4 separate regions of the Mus musculus genome follow, and all the other regions are linked to region 1. A link is a contact called in public Hi-C and HiChIP or PLAC-seq data. All regions are on one chromosome and are shown on one strand. Each heading gives the region's core, a stretch centred on a gene start, on an enhancer-like site or on the middle of the called end of the contact. The rest is flanking DNA. Distances are from core to core; before and after follow the strand shown. Region 1 overlaps Nup210 (nucleoporin 210). Region 2 has its middle 79 kb from the start of Fbln2. Region 3 has its middle 70 kb from the start of Iqsec1. Region 4 has its middle 89 kb from the start of Gm38860.

Region 1 (3,556 bases), core at 510-3,009:
AGGCTGTGACAACCAGAATTCTGACTTCCCAGTAGGTCTGAGGCTCCAGTGGATCTAGTCTGAGGCCATAGCTCATTTAGACTCTGAGTCCTCAGCTGGTCTACCCATTGGCCAATATGAGTCTATCCCAAGGCCATACAAGTCCACTCAAGACCATGGCAGTGTAGACTCTAAGGCTGAAACACAAGTTACCTGTGGTGATACTGTGTCTCACCTGTACCCACAGAAGGTCTAAACTCTCAGGGATGACAGGTCTAAGTCTGAAGCTAGAACAGGTTTTGGATCCTAGGCTAAAGCTCCCGAGAGCTCTGGATAAGATGTATCTGGGTCTGGGCTCTGAGAGCACCTAGCTAGCCCTTTGTCTCCTCCACCCCACATCCCCCACACACAATGCAACACTAGCTACTTCTATTCCCACAAGGTTGTTTGCTTTCTCATCTCCATAGCTCCAACTAAGCTGTTAACTCTGCCAGGTGCCCTTCCCACCACAGAAAATCAGTCTGACACAGCACCTGCCTCCCATGAACCTCCCGAAGTCTTTCCTCTGCCCTGGTGTTTGCTCCTACCACACTGTTGCCACCTGTTTGTACCAACCTCTACTGTGGAGCTAAGTCTCACCCCAGGCCAATCAGGCAAAGGATGCTGCCGAGACACAAAGGGTCCTTGAGGCATACGGGGGTTGGTGCCTGTTAGCTGGGTGCTGCACCACCAGAGGTTCACAAGCTCCCTGACAAGAGGATCTTAATTAAGGGTACTGCTGCCCATCTGGCCACTGCTCTCCAGACTGAACTCTGGCTGTGAGCTCCTTAGGTGAGCTGCCTCAGACTAAAGAAAACACTACCATGGTGACTCCCATGACACACATGCCCCAAAGGTCTCCGCGCTGGCTATCATTGCAGCTCCCAGATCCACCTGGGCTTCAGGGTCATTTACTGCTACAGGTGGTTCCCTCCTCTCTCTGATGCCTCCTTCTTCCCTGCCAAGGTACTGCCAACTCTCACATCAACCTAAAGATGACCAGCTAGGCACAGGGTCCCCAACCTTGACAGGTGCAGAGCAGCACTCAGGTCTGCATGCTGCCAGGGCTGAGGACTGATGGCCGTGAGCATGGCGGAGGATGTGGTCAGTGTGAGAGCTACTGTACCTCTGCAGTTAGGTGGGTTTGCTTTTGCTGACAGGTCCAAGGGATTGACTATTCTCATATGAGCTAAGACATATACTGCTGAGCTGAATCTCAGGTCTTGCTTTTACTCTTTGATCTCTCAAATGATGGAATCACAGGCAATCAATGTGTAGGAAACCCCAGGGGGCCAGACTTACCTAGGTATCCGGCTTCAACCACATAGATGGTGCTGTTGGGGAGCCTAGAAGCTCCTTGCATACGGATACCTGAATTCTTAATTAAGGTATAAAACATAAGATACAAAGGGTAAAGCAGCCAGGGCTTTCTGCCTGATGCACACGGTTTGAGCATCACACAGATACCATATGAACTAAGAAGTGGGTGAGGAACCCCTAGATTAGGCCGAAGATCTACATCTTAGAGCGAAGATGTTGGTGAGTCAAGACCCTTACTGTACCATCTGCCCTACAAAGCCGAGTCTCTGCAAGGGACACCAGGGACCCCAGGGCATACAATCCATCTTGGGTTTTCAACAACCTATGTGCCAGTGTTCGCACAGTACTCACACAGCTTCTGCCAGGCCCCCTCTGAGGGGAGGGACTGTGGTTCCTGGGAAGCTTCCAGAGGCCTGGAGTGACGTATGCCTCCGCCAGACTCCTGGCTCTGGGAGTCTCTGTGAGTCATCTACAGAGGTGAGCAATTCCACTCAGCGGGTTGCTATTTAGGCTCTTTCTGATTTTCAGACAGATGGGGAAACAGTGCTATTTTTAGTCCTGGCTGGCTTTAAGGGAGAAAAACAACTTGGCTTCAAAGCAGTCAGCACGACACGGTGCCAGAGCGGAGGATATTCCTGTGGCCCAGGACCAGGTTGCTCTGTCCCATCTGCATGGCAGTGACTCTTGATGTGTCCTGTGTCAGGATGGCCACAGGACGGGCGGGGTCTCCCTGAGGATCTGGGATGCTGTTCTGGAGCTGCAGCTCATATTGATCAGAAGGCATTGAGAGTTCTGTATGAGAAAGAGATGAGAAAAGCAGGTAAGATGAAAGTGTGAAATGCTGCACACCAAGACGGCCGTCTCCAGCCCTGACTCTTGGGACCTGCTGTCAAGACAGCAGCTTGAAGAATGCTAGCAGTGGTGAACACCTGACCATCCCCCTCCCCCCCGAAGTGAGCAAGCTCTTCTCTACATCTGGGCCCAGTGGGGTTCTCACTGTATTACCAAAAAAGTTGGACCTGATGGTCTTCTATGGGTTTTTGGATGCTCAGCTTACCATCGCAAAGAATGATTCTAATCCTGACCACTCTCTGTGCTCCCCCCTCGGTCTAAATTTGTGTAAAAATGACTTTCCCAACAAGAGCCCAGGTCACAGAACAATTCCCAGGAAATCACAGGTTCTGGGAAACCCACCATCTTCACTCTCTGGGCAGAGAACACAGTACTTTTGTTTGAAGACACCTGCTGGATAGGAGTTCAATTTCCCAGAAAGGAAAAGCGACACCAGACTCTGCGGTGAAAGAGCTCTGGTCTTGCTTAGGCATCTCATGACCAATTTCCCTCATCTCATCTCTCAACAACCCTAGGAACAAGGACTACTGGCATCCCCACTTTAGAGAGGGCTGAGCAAGTCAGGTGAGAAGCTAGCTCATGGTCTGCTATGACTTCCACTGCTTTAAGAACCTAAACTTCATATGCTAGAAAACATGTCACGGATGGGTCAGTGTGTAAAGCACTTGCTGGGTAAGGATGAGGATGTTCAAAGGTGTCCAAAGGGTGTTCAAAACCCAGCACCAACACAAAGCAGTAGCATGTGTTTGCAATCCCAGCATTCCTATGGCATGATGGAAGACAGGAGAATCCCCAGAGGCTTCCATGTCAGCTGGCCTGAGGCTGCTCTCAGACCAGTGGCAGGCATACCCCCATGCTCACATACCCCCATGCTCACGTACCGCGACAGAGAGCACGGGAAGACTGATGATTGGGGGCTGGAGAGGTGGCTTAGGGAATAAGAGTGCAGAGGACCTGAGTTCAATATTCAGCACACATTTAGGCAACTCACAACTCCAGCTCAGAGGAACTGATGCCTAAGCCACTGCAGGCGCCTGCACCCCCATGCACATATTCACAAAGAGATACAGAATTTTAAAAACGTAATTTTTGAAAAGATTGAGAAATTAAAAACAAAGCAATGTGGCCTAGGGGAAAGTGGTTAGGTCACTAGGGCACGGCCCTGAAAGGAATGAAAGCAGGTCTAGAACTCCAGTACTAGAAACTGCGGGTTGTTATAAAAGAGCAGGCCTGGCTCGTGAACTCGGCTTCCTCTCTTACCTCCTGCTGCACATGATGCCACATCAGGATCCACCTGCCCTGAGGAAAAGCAGCCAAGGGAGCTGCAAACAAAAGGCAGAGCTGAGACACAGCTGGTGCTCTTGGA
Region 2 (3,556 bases), core at 366-2,865, 210 kb after region 1:
GAGGAAGTCAAGTAGGGTGATGGCAGGGGTTGCTGGTCAGTGACTTGCTCGGGCTGTGGCCAGGGGGTTTCTGGGAAAGCACCACCTGAGCAGAAACCTGTGAGATGAAAGGGGAAAACCAGAGCCCAGCCAGTGCAAAGGCCCTGTGGCAGCTATGCCTGGTGTGTCAAAGTTATAGGCAGGCCAGGGAAGGTGGAACACACTGGGGGAAGGGAGAGGTATTGGGACTTGAGGCCATGGCAGTGACACTATGGACCCCCCTCCCCCAAGCCACCCACCCATCTCTCTCCTGAGGCCCACTGGCTTCCCCACAACCACACTTCTCATTCAGGCCTCATCTTCTCCCAGTTGATTTTGTTCTTGTCTCAAAGACTGCCAACACTTCATTGGCTTAGACTGTAGAGGTCCAGTACTGCATTATGACATCAGAAAATCCTTGCAGATACCGGCTACATGGTGTAGACACCATCCCCATAATATAGGTACTTGGCGCTGAATGTAGACTCAAAGCTCTGGGGCATAGATGCCGAGCTTTGGAAAATAGACACCAAATCCTGCACTGTAGATAGATGCCAAGCTTTTGTTCCTGAGTGAAGTTAGACAGGGAGTTAAGGAGATTCGCGGCTTTGTGGTTTTGTAGCTGAGAGGGGCCCTGGAGCTCTTGGTTGCTGGCCCATTGCTCTGGTCACGGGGCCCTGGAGTTGGTCTCCAATGCTCTCCTGGATTGATGCAGTACCCAGTGCTCTCCTGTATTGATGTGGTACCCACACTCTTGAGGATAGGGACCAGGCTGCTCCGGATTTAACAGAGCAAGGGACATACATGTGTGGGACCTGGCTGGATGCTCACAGCAACTAAGAGAATAGAGCTCTTATATGCCAAGCCCTAATGTCAAACTTCACCCTGAGCAGTCTCCCTTCAGGTTCCCAGCCACACTGTCCCTACATGAAATTGAGGCTCAGGAAATGGAGCCTTAAAGCTTGGATCCAGGACAAAGTGGAGCCCACAGGACATAGGACAGGATACTATCTCAGTGTCTTCAGTCACCCTTCCTGTCTCTCAGGGTCTGCCCTGTGCAGAGAAGTTCTGTACTGGCCTCATGGTGGGGAGCCAGACACAAAGCAGAAAGGCGCACCTCACAGTCCCTCTGTGGCACAGCCAGGCTCTAACCTGCCACTGCCTACTCCACTATCTACAGGGAGACAGTCTAGGTGGAGATGGGAAGAAGCGTGCCCCCAGTACCTAAGTCACACAGTGGGAAACTGAGGCAGCTATGTGTGGTAGTTGGGTGTTGTCAATATCCATAGATGGGAACTGCTCAAAATCAATACTGGAGGTATTTTTGGAGCTGTGAGTTACCCTTAGGAACCCAAAGAGGTGATGACCCGCCCAGGGTCACACAGCAAATTGGAAGGCAGATCAGACCCGATGGGCCTCACTGCAGTATGGGATGAGGAGACTGCCAAGGAGAAGGAAGGAGAGAGAGGTTCTGTCTTCCAGGCAGACTCCTTATGGCTGGCAATCACGTCATCGGCTGGGACACCACCGCCCCCGGAGTCACCGTCCTGTCCTTCATGACCTCATCTCTTGGCTGGGTCCCAGCACTGTGCCTGGAATCAATACCTCCTGGCAGCCAGCAACTGAGTCCCCGTGTCTTCCTGCCCCACATCCCAGCACATCGACCCACAGGCCAGTTCCTGCTCAGCAAGGAGCCCATGGAAATCAGTGCACCCGCTCTCCTTATTTACTGTCCTGAGCCCTTCAGGTGGAGTGCAGAGTCTCCACCCAAATCTAGCTTCCTACCCTTCTCCCTAAGCCAGGCAACTTGATTCCTTCAGCCTGGACATCCCACGTCTGCCAGAATCCCTGTCCTGCCCCCCCGCCCCCAGCTCTCACCCTGCTGGTAATCATCGTGGCGACATACCATTGAGAATCTGAGTAACAAGGAAGAATCAGAGTGGGCATTGCTTGTAGTCAGCAGTGGTCTCACGCAGAGAAAGCAGGGAAGACCCCTCCGCCATGGCTCCTTGCAGCCAGAACTGGATCCCGGGAAGGTCGGGGATGACTGTGGACTTAGGAGCACGTCAGCAGGGACCCAAGGGTGGGCACTCTTACTCAACATAACTTACTGATTACAGTTTGAGGGCAGAAGAGCAGCATGTCTCTCTCTGAGCCTCAGTTTCCCCAACTGTAAAATGAGAAGAAATTGAAAGTGTATGTGGTGAGAGATGAGGATGTGGGTCAGGTGCTCAGCAGAGGCTGGGGTGCTGATATCTTTTGAGCCCCACATGGGTGACCTCATGCCGTTTTCATGATACTTGCATGACCAGGGGTCCTCTTACTTTCCTACTTATGGCTAGGCAAACTCATCTCTCCTGAGAGGCCACAGAGAGAGGCCACGTGACTCGTGGGTTAGAGTGGAGAGTCCTCACACAGAATTTACTGTGGAATTTGCTTAGGAACTCAGGGGTGTACTGATGCCTGCAATTAGCCTTCTCTTGGTGTGCTGGGAGAGCCCGGGGCAAGCTCATCTCTACAGACCTCACTCTTACTGTAAAGCACAATACACGTGTGATTCTCTGCATCTGTCAGTGATTCACTGGGGATGGAAGGCGGGGTGTGGGACTGAGTCTTTGGAAACTTCTGGTAGGTGGGAAACTGAAGCCCAGGCTGAGGGGAGAAGTAGAGGCTGGTAAGGAACCTTGGGGAAGAGGAGAGCTGGGCCCCACTCCAGCACTGAGGCTGTCACTGGGCTGTCCCCCATCCCAGGGAAGGTGGACCACCCCTCCGTTCAAGACTGGAAGGTGACAGTCAAGCTAAGATGGAGATGGTCTGAAACCATGGGGTGGCCTTGTCACACTGGCAGGAAACCTGTGAAGGGAAAAGAACAGGACATAAAGTCAGTTATGACATCGCAAGCTGCACATGGCTAGAGGGGCAAGACATGGCTCAGTACTGGGTACTGGCTACTCAGGAGCTCAGACCTTGTAGTACAAAGAAGCAAACATGTCCTTGGGTCATACCCAAGGTGTAGAGCTCACTGGGAGAGAGGAGATTGTTATCTCCACTCTTGAGTCTTTGGACCCAGTAAATGCTTCAGCTAAGACCCTTGAGGTCTGGTGTGCTTTTAGAGGGGTCAGCGAGGTGAGAGGCACCTCTCTGAATGAGAAACAATAGGAGGAACTGGGCTTCTTGGCTTCAGAGGCCCAGGCGTTGATTCCTACAAACATTTGCAGGGCTACACCAAAATGACTGGGAGAGACAGGCAAGTCTGTGGGCTGGGACCCTCTCTGCCTATGTTCTGACTGGAGGAGGGAGGAAGCCCTGGCTGAGTAAGGGGTTTTCCCAAGTTCTAGTTTCTGGGAGAGGGTGGGCTACCTTGGAACATCTTCTAACTCTACGTTCACATGCCCATCCCTATCTCTTTCCCTGTCACTCTTCCACCAGCCCATTTACCTATGCATGCATCTACTGGTGAATCCATTCATGCATCCATATAATCTCCCAGCCACCCATTTACCCACATACACACTCACCCGTGCATTCATACATGCAT
Region 3 (3,556 bases), core at 713-3,212, 200 kb before region 1:
GGGAGTTGTAAGCTAAAATAAAATCTTTCCTCCCACAAGGTGCTTTTGATCAGAATGTTTTATCATAACAACAAAAAGCAAACTAGGACACCTCCATAACCTGGCTCCCCTTAGTGTTTGTGAGTCCCCCTGTGATTGCTTTGTATACTGTCAGGGACCTTGGTCACTCTCTTTGAAATCACAACCAGTATGATCTCTGTAGGAAAGTCTTTTGTGTGAACTCCTTGCCACTGCTTTCAGGATGTCTCCAACTGTGGGTGCAGTTCAACAAACATGAAGATGGAAGGCATTTGCTATCTTAGTAATTTTGAGGTCCTGTATCATGCAGCCATAGATGATTTACACATGGCTTCTTCCATTACCTCCCTCATAGCACACGGAAGGCAGCTTCCACCTAGCTCCCACTTGAGGCTCTTCACTGCTGCCTATCCACTCAGTAAATGCCCATCATGTCCACTGTGCAGCCCCAGGGACTTCTTGTTATGTTGCTGAGTTTCAGCAAGGCCATCTCAGACAGGAGCCCTAGCAACCTCGGATGCTGCAAAGCCAGGAGATGCCAGGTAACAAAGCAGAGCTCTTAGATGCCGGTCTGTCTAGGATACCACCCAGTACTGCTCCAGATTGGCTTCCATGTGGATTCTAAAGTAATTTAGCCTGTGTGAGCCTTAGTTTCCATATGGATTTTAGAAGGGAAAAAAAAACAATTAGTCTTCAAGAATATAATAAAGAGAAAGCCCAGGTGTAGCTGCCAACAAGCTGTGTTATTTGCCACCTGTCTGCAGGTAAAAGGGAGACTATATGGTGTTCCAGCTATGAAGCTGCTTTGTGGCTGCTCTGTGGCTGATTATAGAGCTTACAAAGATAGTGGAGACTTCTGAAACAACTTCAGCATTTGAAGAGCTGGACCACACATGGGCCTGACATGGAGCAAGTCAAGACATATCTGTGGTGGGAAGTTATGGCAAAACAGCTCATTCCTCATCTCACATTTGCAAGATGGCCCTGAGTTGAGTTGCACTGCTACTTCAGGAACAAAAGCAGCCAATAGAGAAACAAAAAGTTGAAAGCTGTGGAAACTCTGAGGAAGATGAGCTCTCTGTGATTCATGTGTAGGTATATACATGCATGTGCCCATATGGGCATGCATCTATGCATGAAGAGTAATATGTAAGCTTAAAGGTAGGCATGTGTTCCTGTATGGGTATGGGTCCATGTCTTTGTTTTGCATAAATATGCACATTAGCATACATACATGCCAATTCATATGTGTGTTTGATGGCTACATAGGTATAAATGTATGTGGAGGGATATGCATTGTGCCTGTGTGGTATGTAGTAAGTGTGTACTTGACTATGGTTCTGTCATCAATGAACATGAGAAGAGGCAGCAGAAGATCAAAAGCATTCCTGAACCTACTGGCTCCTTCCAAACAAGATAAGCACTCAGAAAAGGATGGATTTCAAAATTGAAGGGAACAGGTGATAGGTCACAGCAGCTAACCTCACACTTGCTGACAGGTCTTAAGGCCAAGATGATCCATTCACTGTGCATGTGCTGAGGTTCTGGATGCTATAGTTTATGTTGTCTGAGAGACCAGGAGGTGAGCAGTGATTTGAATGGGGAAGGACAAGGACAAAGTGGAGAAGGTGGGTCAGCCCAGCTAGTATCAAGTTGTTGCCATGCTTCACCTGTTCAGGGCTTCAGCAAGCAAAGAAGGCCAGGTGCTGGTAGTTGGCTGCTCAGGCTGGTATACACTGGCATGTCCAGTCCTTGTGAGCCTTACTAGACTTCAGCCCCTGCAAACTGAAATCTTTATTTCCAAGACAGCTGTGGTCTCCATGGGGGCTCTGCAACTCTGAATAAATGCCTATACAAACAAGGAGATCCACATGAGCAACACAGGGTAGCATAGAAAGAGCCTCTGGGTGGCAGAAGATACAAGTGTCTGCTTTTCACATAACAGCTGACACCAGGGTCCATGCTTATACGTCACAGTCTGGGATTCCATGGCAACAGCCGGGTGGGTAAGTTGTTCAGGCTGGTCTGTTCTCTGATATGGGGAATCCAAACTTGATCCCCTTGAGTACAGTTCTAACACCCACAAATAATCCCCCATAGGCAAGAAGGGATTCTGCCGTCTGCAGGGAAGTGCCAGGATTAGTATAAATTCAAGCCTGAAGCTACCACCAGTCTTAGCCTAAGAAAAACAAGTAAAAATCAAGTGTAATCTGCCACACGAGGTCATTGCTGTTAAACTCTTCAAGTCCATGGCACACTGGCTTTCCTACGCATCTTTTGCCGTAGTGGAAGTGCTGCAGCTGACTATGTTCTGTGCCAGCCTTACTCATATGCTCCCTCAGCCTCTCAGACCAAGGTTTGCCCCTCTCCATCCACTCTGGAACACTTTGCCCTGAACATTCAATCCAAATTCTACCCCAATGCTCACAGCCAGGAGACTCAGATCTGCTCCCCTCTATTCCCCTGCCTCTTAGGAGTCTGATAATACCTCTGGTTGCCTGTTTCAGCCACACACACTCTACTCTGTCCCCAACTGCTGGCATCCCAACTTAGAAACTGCTGTCCGCCTGCCCGGGAGCTGCTCCTGGCTCTTGAATTAAACACTTCTCTTCTATCATTCACACTCCATTCCAGATACCACCTCCTAGGATCCAGACCCTCCCTATGTTCTCCTCTCAATAGCTTGCTCAATCTAATTATGATTCCACACCACATTCCCCCACCTGTCTTTACAGGGACACATCATACTCTGAAGCAAGCTATCCTAGTTGTCTATCTGCTTCCTGCCTTCTGCTTGGAGAGGGTAGGTAGGGTCTGCCTTATTTACCAGGATGTTTCCCATGGATTTACCGTGGAATGCTTCAGAACATTTGCAGCAGCAATGTCACAGGGCGGTGCCCACATTCATGTCACCCTTCCTTGCTATTGTACAGAACTATCCTCCAAGCCAATGTGCTACCATTCTCATCAGATCATCAGGACCCACTTGCTAAATATTATCATGGCTGGCATTCCCTCAGAGAAGGAGGTGTGGGGAGGGTCATCGGACCCTTACCTGAGTAGCCAGCCATTCCTCCCAACCAGCTATATGCAATGAGGCCAACAGCATGTGTCCTCAGGAACTCAGGGAGGAGCCAGGATATATAAAATGGAGAAGACTAAGGGAAGAGGGCTCCATCTATGTGCCTATGGGGAAGCCATCATCCCTGCTGAGGCAAGACTTTCCAGTGTGGACTTTCTTGGAGTGGGAGCACCCATAATCTTGTAAGTAACTTCACACCTAAGCTCTGTAAGGAAGCCCAATTAACTCATTGGCTTCCCAGAGTGAACGTGAGTGGAATCATGCCTGCTTTTCATTGGGACTTTAGGGAGGGTAAAAGATGTTGTATAGCTGGGCGTGGTGGCACACGCCTTTAATCCCAGCACTCAGGAGGCAGAGGCAGGCATATCTCTGAGTTCCAGAGTGAGTTCCAGGCTACACAGAGAAACCCTGTCTCATAAAACCAAAAAAAAAAAAATGTTGTATATAACTTGCTCA
Region 4 (3,556 bases), core at 519-3,018, 160 kb before region 1:
CTCCAGGATGGCAGTGGCTCCCAGCTCCCAGAGCCCTTTGCTGTGACAGACTCCATAGACCTCTTGGTCCTGTGCCCCTGATCTCAGCTTTGGAGAGTTGCCCTCTTTCTTGATAGTTTTTTGGTTTGGGTTTTTGTTTTCTGTGGAATTTTTAATAGTATTTCTTGAGACACAGAAGGTTTGGACTTTGCACAATCCAACTTAATTTATCTCTTTTCTTTGGTTGCTCATGTTTTTTTGATGTGATATCTAAAAATTTTTTGTCAAGTATCATGTCATGAAAATCATTCCTGTTTTCATGCAAGTACTTTTATCTTCTTTAGCTCTTTTGTTTACAGTTACACTTTAAGGTTTTGGTTTACAGCCTAAGCTAAGAATCTAAATCCATTTATTTCAAGTAGAGAGCCAAGTGTCCAGCAGCATTCGTTGCAGAGACTGCATGACTGTTCTCTCCCTTCTGCACAGACCCAGGTTTCCTATCAAGAGGAGCTCAGAAGTGGAACTCAGTCCTATCCCCCTGCACCACTGCCCTTTCCCTGGGCCAGCACTGCACCATCTCCATCACTGCACATCTTTAGCACTATTGCTTTCTTTGGGCTTTAAAAGCTCCAAGAGTCCTTGCACTAACAATTCGAAATGAATTGTAGGGCCAGCTGATTACTCCCATTCCTAATCAATCTGCTCTCACAGTGGGTTTTATCCAGAGTTCCTTTAAACTGAGAGGGGGTGGGGAGCTCACTACAAAGTCCTCGCTGGCCTGGAACTCACTATGTACAGCAGGCTGTCTTAAACTAACAGAAATCTGCCTCTGCTTTCCCAGATGTGGGACTAAAGGTGTGCACTGAGTTGCTTGGGACCATAAAAGATCCTTATAAACCCAATCAAATTCCACCAGGCATCATATTAAACACGCCCAGACTGTGAGCTGAAGCAGCTAAGGACCTGTGTCTTGATTTATAAGTGGTATGCAAAGCACACTGATGCAGGGATGGTCCAAAGCCCATTTTACCTCTAAATACACAGCCAGCACAGCAGGGCACAGAAGCATGGCAGGGAACTTGAGCTGAGGCCCTGAAGTTGGAATTGGGCCCTCCTGATGGGCCCTTGCTTCTCTGGGAACCAGAAAGAAGCCCAAGTCACAGCTTGCATGGCACGCATGCAGGAGACCTCTCACTGCCAGTCCTTGGCTGGAATTCTGCCAGAAGTCTGGAGAGACAGGAAGTGGCCCCTGTAAAACACGGCCCCACAAGGACAGCAGCTGCAGTAGCACCTGTCTACACAAGGCAGATCTGAGGACTCAGGTGAGCTTGTCTATGACTATATAGTGCTTTCTGGGCTCTCATGAAGCATAGTCACTGTCATCCTGGAGCAATGTTTGTCTCTGCCAGGACTAACAAGAATGAAACTTATTATCTGTAACTAAGCTCAGTGATCCAGGTTTTACAAAACGCTGGTTGACTGGGCCATTGCAATCTAGTTGTCTCAAAGCCATGCGGTATGAATTGGCCTAGGTTTGGCTGAATGACAGCTCTCAGAACACTGTGCCCCACCCAACCCACCCACCCACCCACCCACCCACCACCACCACCACCCCCCGCCCAGGGCGCCTAGCTGAGGGAAGGCTCTACTTCATGTTTGGGGACTGGCAGAATGACTGAAAACCTACTGTTTATAACTGCTGATGCTGGCTGTGATCTGCAAAGGCTGGGGGAGGGGAAATGCAGATGGTGGGAACTCAGCCCCCTTTCACCATCTGGCAAATAAAGAGAAGGTGACTCTTCAATCAGCTGTCACTTCCCCTTGCACCAGCAGGGCAGGATGCATGCCCTCTGTGACAGAAAGTCCTAAAGATAGGGTCCCAAATCACTCAAGAAAGGAGCCTTAAGAGAACGAAGACAAAATCTTTGATCTAGGGAAAGGAAGTTTCCAAAATAAACTACTGGCCAAGATGCAAAACGGCTGCTTTGAGGACCTGCTGGAGGACTGAGCCAGCAGCCTGATGGAATCAAGAAGGCCACACTGATTAAATTAGTGGCACTCTTTAGCATGAGCAGAATAACCTCCTTTGGCCTGAGTTCCATGTACATCAAAACAGCAGTATCCACTTTCCAGGTCCCAGCTGATGTCCATGAGGTAGCTTTGTTGACAACTGCAAAGGTTATCTTCGAACTCCTTCAAACTCCTTCAGAAAAGCAAAGGGTCACAGGGTGTCAAAAGATATTTATTCTACTCTCTCTCTCTCTCTCTCTCTCTCTCTCTCTCTCTCTCTCTTTTGTGTGTGTGTGTGTGTGTGTGTGTGTGTGTTTGTGTGTGTGTGTGTGTGTCCTCAATCATGCTCAGCCTTATTCCCTTGATCTATAACATTTCCTCAGCTAGGCTGCTAGCCAGAAATCCAACAATCCTCCTGCCCTACCCTTACCCTGAGGTTACAAGTACATGCAGCCACACCTAGTTTTTTACAAGGCTGCTGGAGATGCAGGCTCGGGTCCTCAGACCATGCCTAAGCACTCTTATCCACAGAGCTGCCTCTCAGCTACTAAAGATCTTTATGTTTTAAAATATTGTGACCCCATATGGCTGCAGAGACATAATTAGCCAGACGATGCACTCTCCATATTAGAGGAGTTAATAAACGCCTCTTTGGGGCCAGGGAGGCAAATGCACACAGATAATAAAGCACCAAGACATTATAAAACGTTCTCAGCACGGATGATTTATCGATGTGTCCATGGCACCGGGAGAAGGCAAGACAAGGCTGCTGTATTTCACCCCCTGTGCAGCCTAAGTGGTTTGTATGTTCAGACAATTTCAAGCCATCCTGTGCCGGCCCACGACAAACAGCTCCAGAACAGCAGACCTCAGAGGGCAAGGGACAGGCACAGTTGAAGTGGGGCAGAGCTGGGATGCAGCATGTGGCTCAGCATCTGGGGCAGGGCACTTCAGGCAGGGCCTGTTGAAAAGCTCACAAAATAAGAATTTTCAGCTGTAGAGATGGCTTGACACTTAAGAGCACTTACTGCTCCTGCAGAGAACCTGAGTTAGGGTTCCCAGCACCTATGTGCCAGCTCATAACCACCTGTAACTCAGTTCCCAGGAATGTGATAGCCTCTAGTCTTTACAGGCACCTGCACACATATGGTGTACATAAACCCATACAGGTACACATCTATACACATAAATAAAATAAATAATCATAGTCAATGTCCCAGAAAGAAATTGATCTTGGGGCCTCAAATTGCTGTCTTTGGCTCTTACAGCCAAAGATTTTTGGTTTTTGGTTTTGGGGGATTTTCCCCCACTAATGATTCCTTGACACCAAATGCAGTGCCCTAGAGCTGTACAGCTACATTCCTGCCAGAGCTCTGTCCAGTATCACTGGGAAATCCATCTGACAGAACAGATCCTCTGGCCATGTACCAAAGGACACCATCTCTGCACTGATGCAAAGCAGCATCTGCAGTGGTCAGATGCTGAGCAGCAGGAGCTCCTATTCACAATTAGGTCTCACACATGACACTGGAAGTTACACCACTGTAGTAGAAATGTTCCTGGAGAA

The links. Hi-C and Micro-C count contacts between places; a contact is called where the count stands out from the background. HiChIP or PLAC-seq counts read pairs in DNA pulled down with a chosen protein or histone mark.
Region 2: a contact with region 1 is called in an HNF4G HiChIP or PLAC-seq map of pancreatic cancer cells. The contact joins two enhancer-like sites. A contact is called at or near these places in 9 of 484 Hi-C or Micro-C datasets (B cells, brain, cerebellum and 4 more), 1 of 115 datasets of contacts at active chromatin or transcription factors (pancreatic cancer cells) and 1 of 9 other capture datasets (embryonic stem cells).
Region 3: a Hi-C map of cortical neurons shows a contact between it and region 1, with 2.5 times the contacts expected there. The contact joins two enhancer-like sites. A contact is called at or near these places in 5 of 484 Hi-C or Micro-C datasets (cardiomyocytes, cerebral cortex, cortical neurons and 1 more), 2 of 115 datasets of contacts at active chromatin or transcription factors (astrocytes and embryonic fibroblasts) and 1 of 9 other capture datasets (embryonic stem cells).
Region 4: a Hi-C map of the N1E-115 cell line shows a contact between it and region 1, with 2.7 times the contacts expected there. The contact joins two enhancer-like sites. A contact is called at or near these places in 3 of 484 Hi-C or Micro-C datasets (8-cell embryo, the N1E-115 cell line and morula), 3 of 115 datasets of contacts at active chromatin or transcription factors (astrocytes, embryonic stem cells and pancreatic cancer cells) and 2 of 9 other capture datasets (embryonic stem cells and pancreatic islet).

What each region holds. Positions count from the first base shown.
Region 1 is chr6:91,074,587-91,078,142 of GRCm38.p6, forward strand. It overlaps Nup210 (nucleoporin 210), which reads right to left. Exons shown (of 40, transcript NM_018815.2): 7 at 1,972-2,130; 8 at 1,321-1,389. Among named protein-coding and RNA genes, the nearest start is that of Nup210, 40 kb to the right of the region's middle. Within about 2 kb of position 1,760, at least 99 of the 459 cell types and tissues checked have an H3K27ac peak or open chromatin away from gene starts, as enhancers often do. A contact at or near this core is called in the N1E-115 cell line, cortical neurons and pancreatic cancer cells, where this site is marked.
Region 2 is chr6:91,289,581-91,293,136 of GRCm38.p6, forward strand. No RefSeq gene overlaps it. Among named protein-coding and RNA genes, the nearest start is that of Fbln2, 79 kb to the left of the region's middle. Within about 2 kb of position 1,616, at least 7 of the 459 cell types and tissues checked have an H3K27ac peak or open chromatin away from gene starts, as enhancers often do. A contact at or near this core is called in pancreatic cancer cells, where this site is marked.
Region 3 is chr6:90,878,634-90,882,189 of GRCm38.p6, forward strand. It overlaps a transcript of Iqsec1 not described here. Among named protein-coding and RNA genes, the nearest start is that of Iqsec1, 70 kb to the left of the region's middle. Within about 2 kb of position 1,963, at least 15 of the 459 cell types and tissues checked have an H3K27ac peak or open chromatin away from gene starts, as enhancers often do. A contact at or near this core is called in cortical neurons, where this site is marked.
Region 4 is chr6:90,918,998-90,922,553 of GRCm38.p6, forward strand. It overlaps a transcript of Iqsec1 not described here. Among named protein-coding and RNA genes, the nearest start is that of Gm38860, 89 kb to the right of the region's middle. Within about 2 kb of position 1,769, at least 24 of the 459 cell types and tissues checked have an H3K27ac peak or open chromatin away from gene starts, as enhancers often do. A contact at or near this core is called in the N1E-115 cell line, where this site is marked.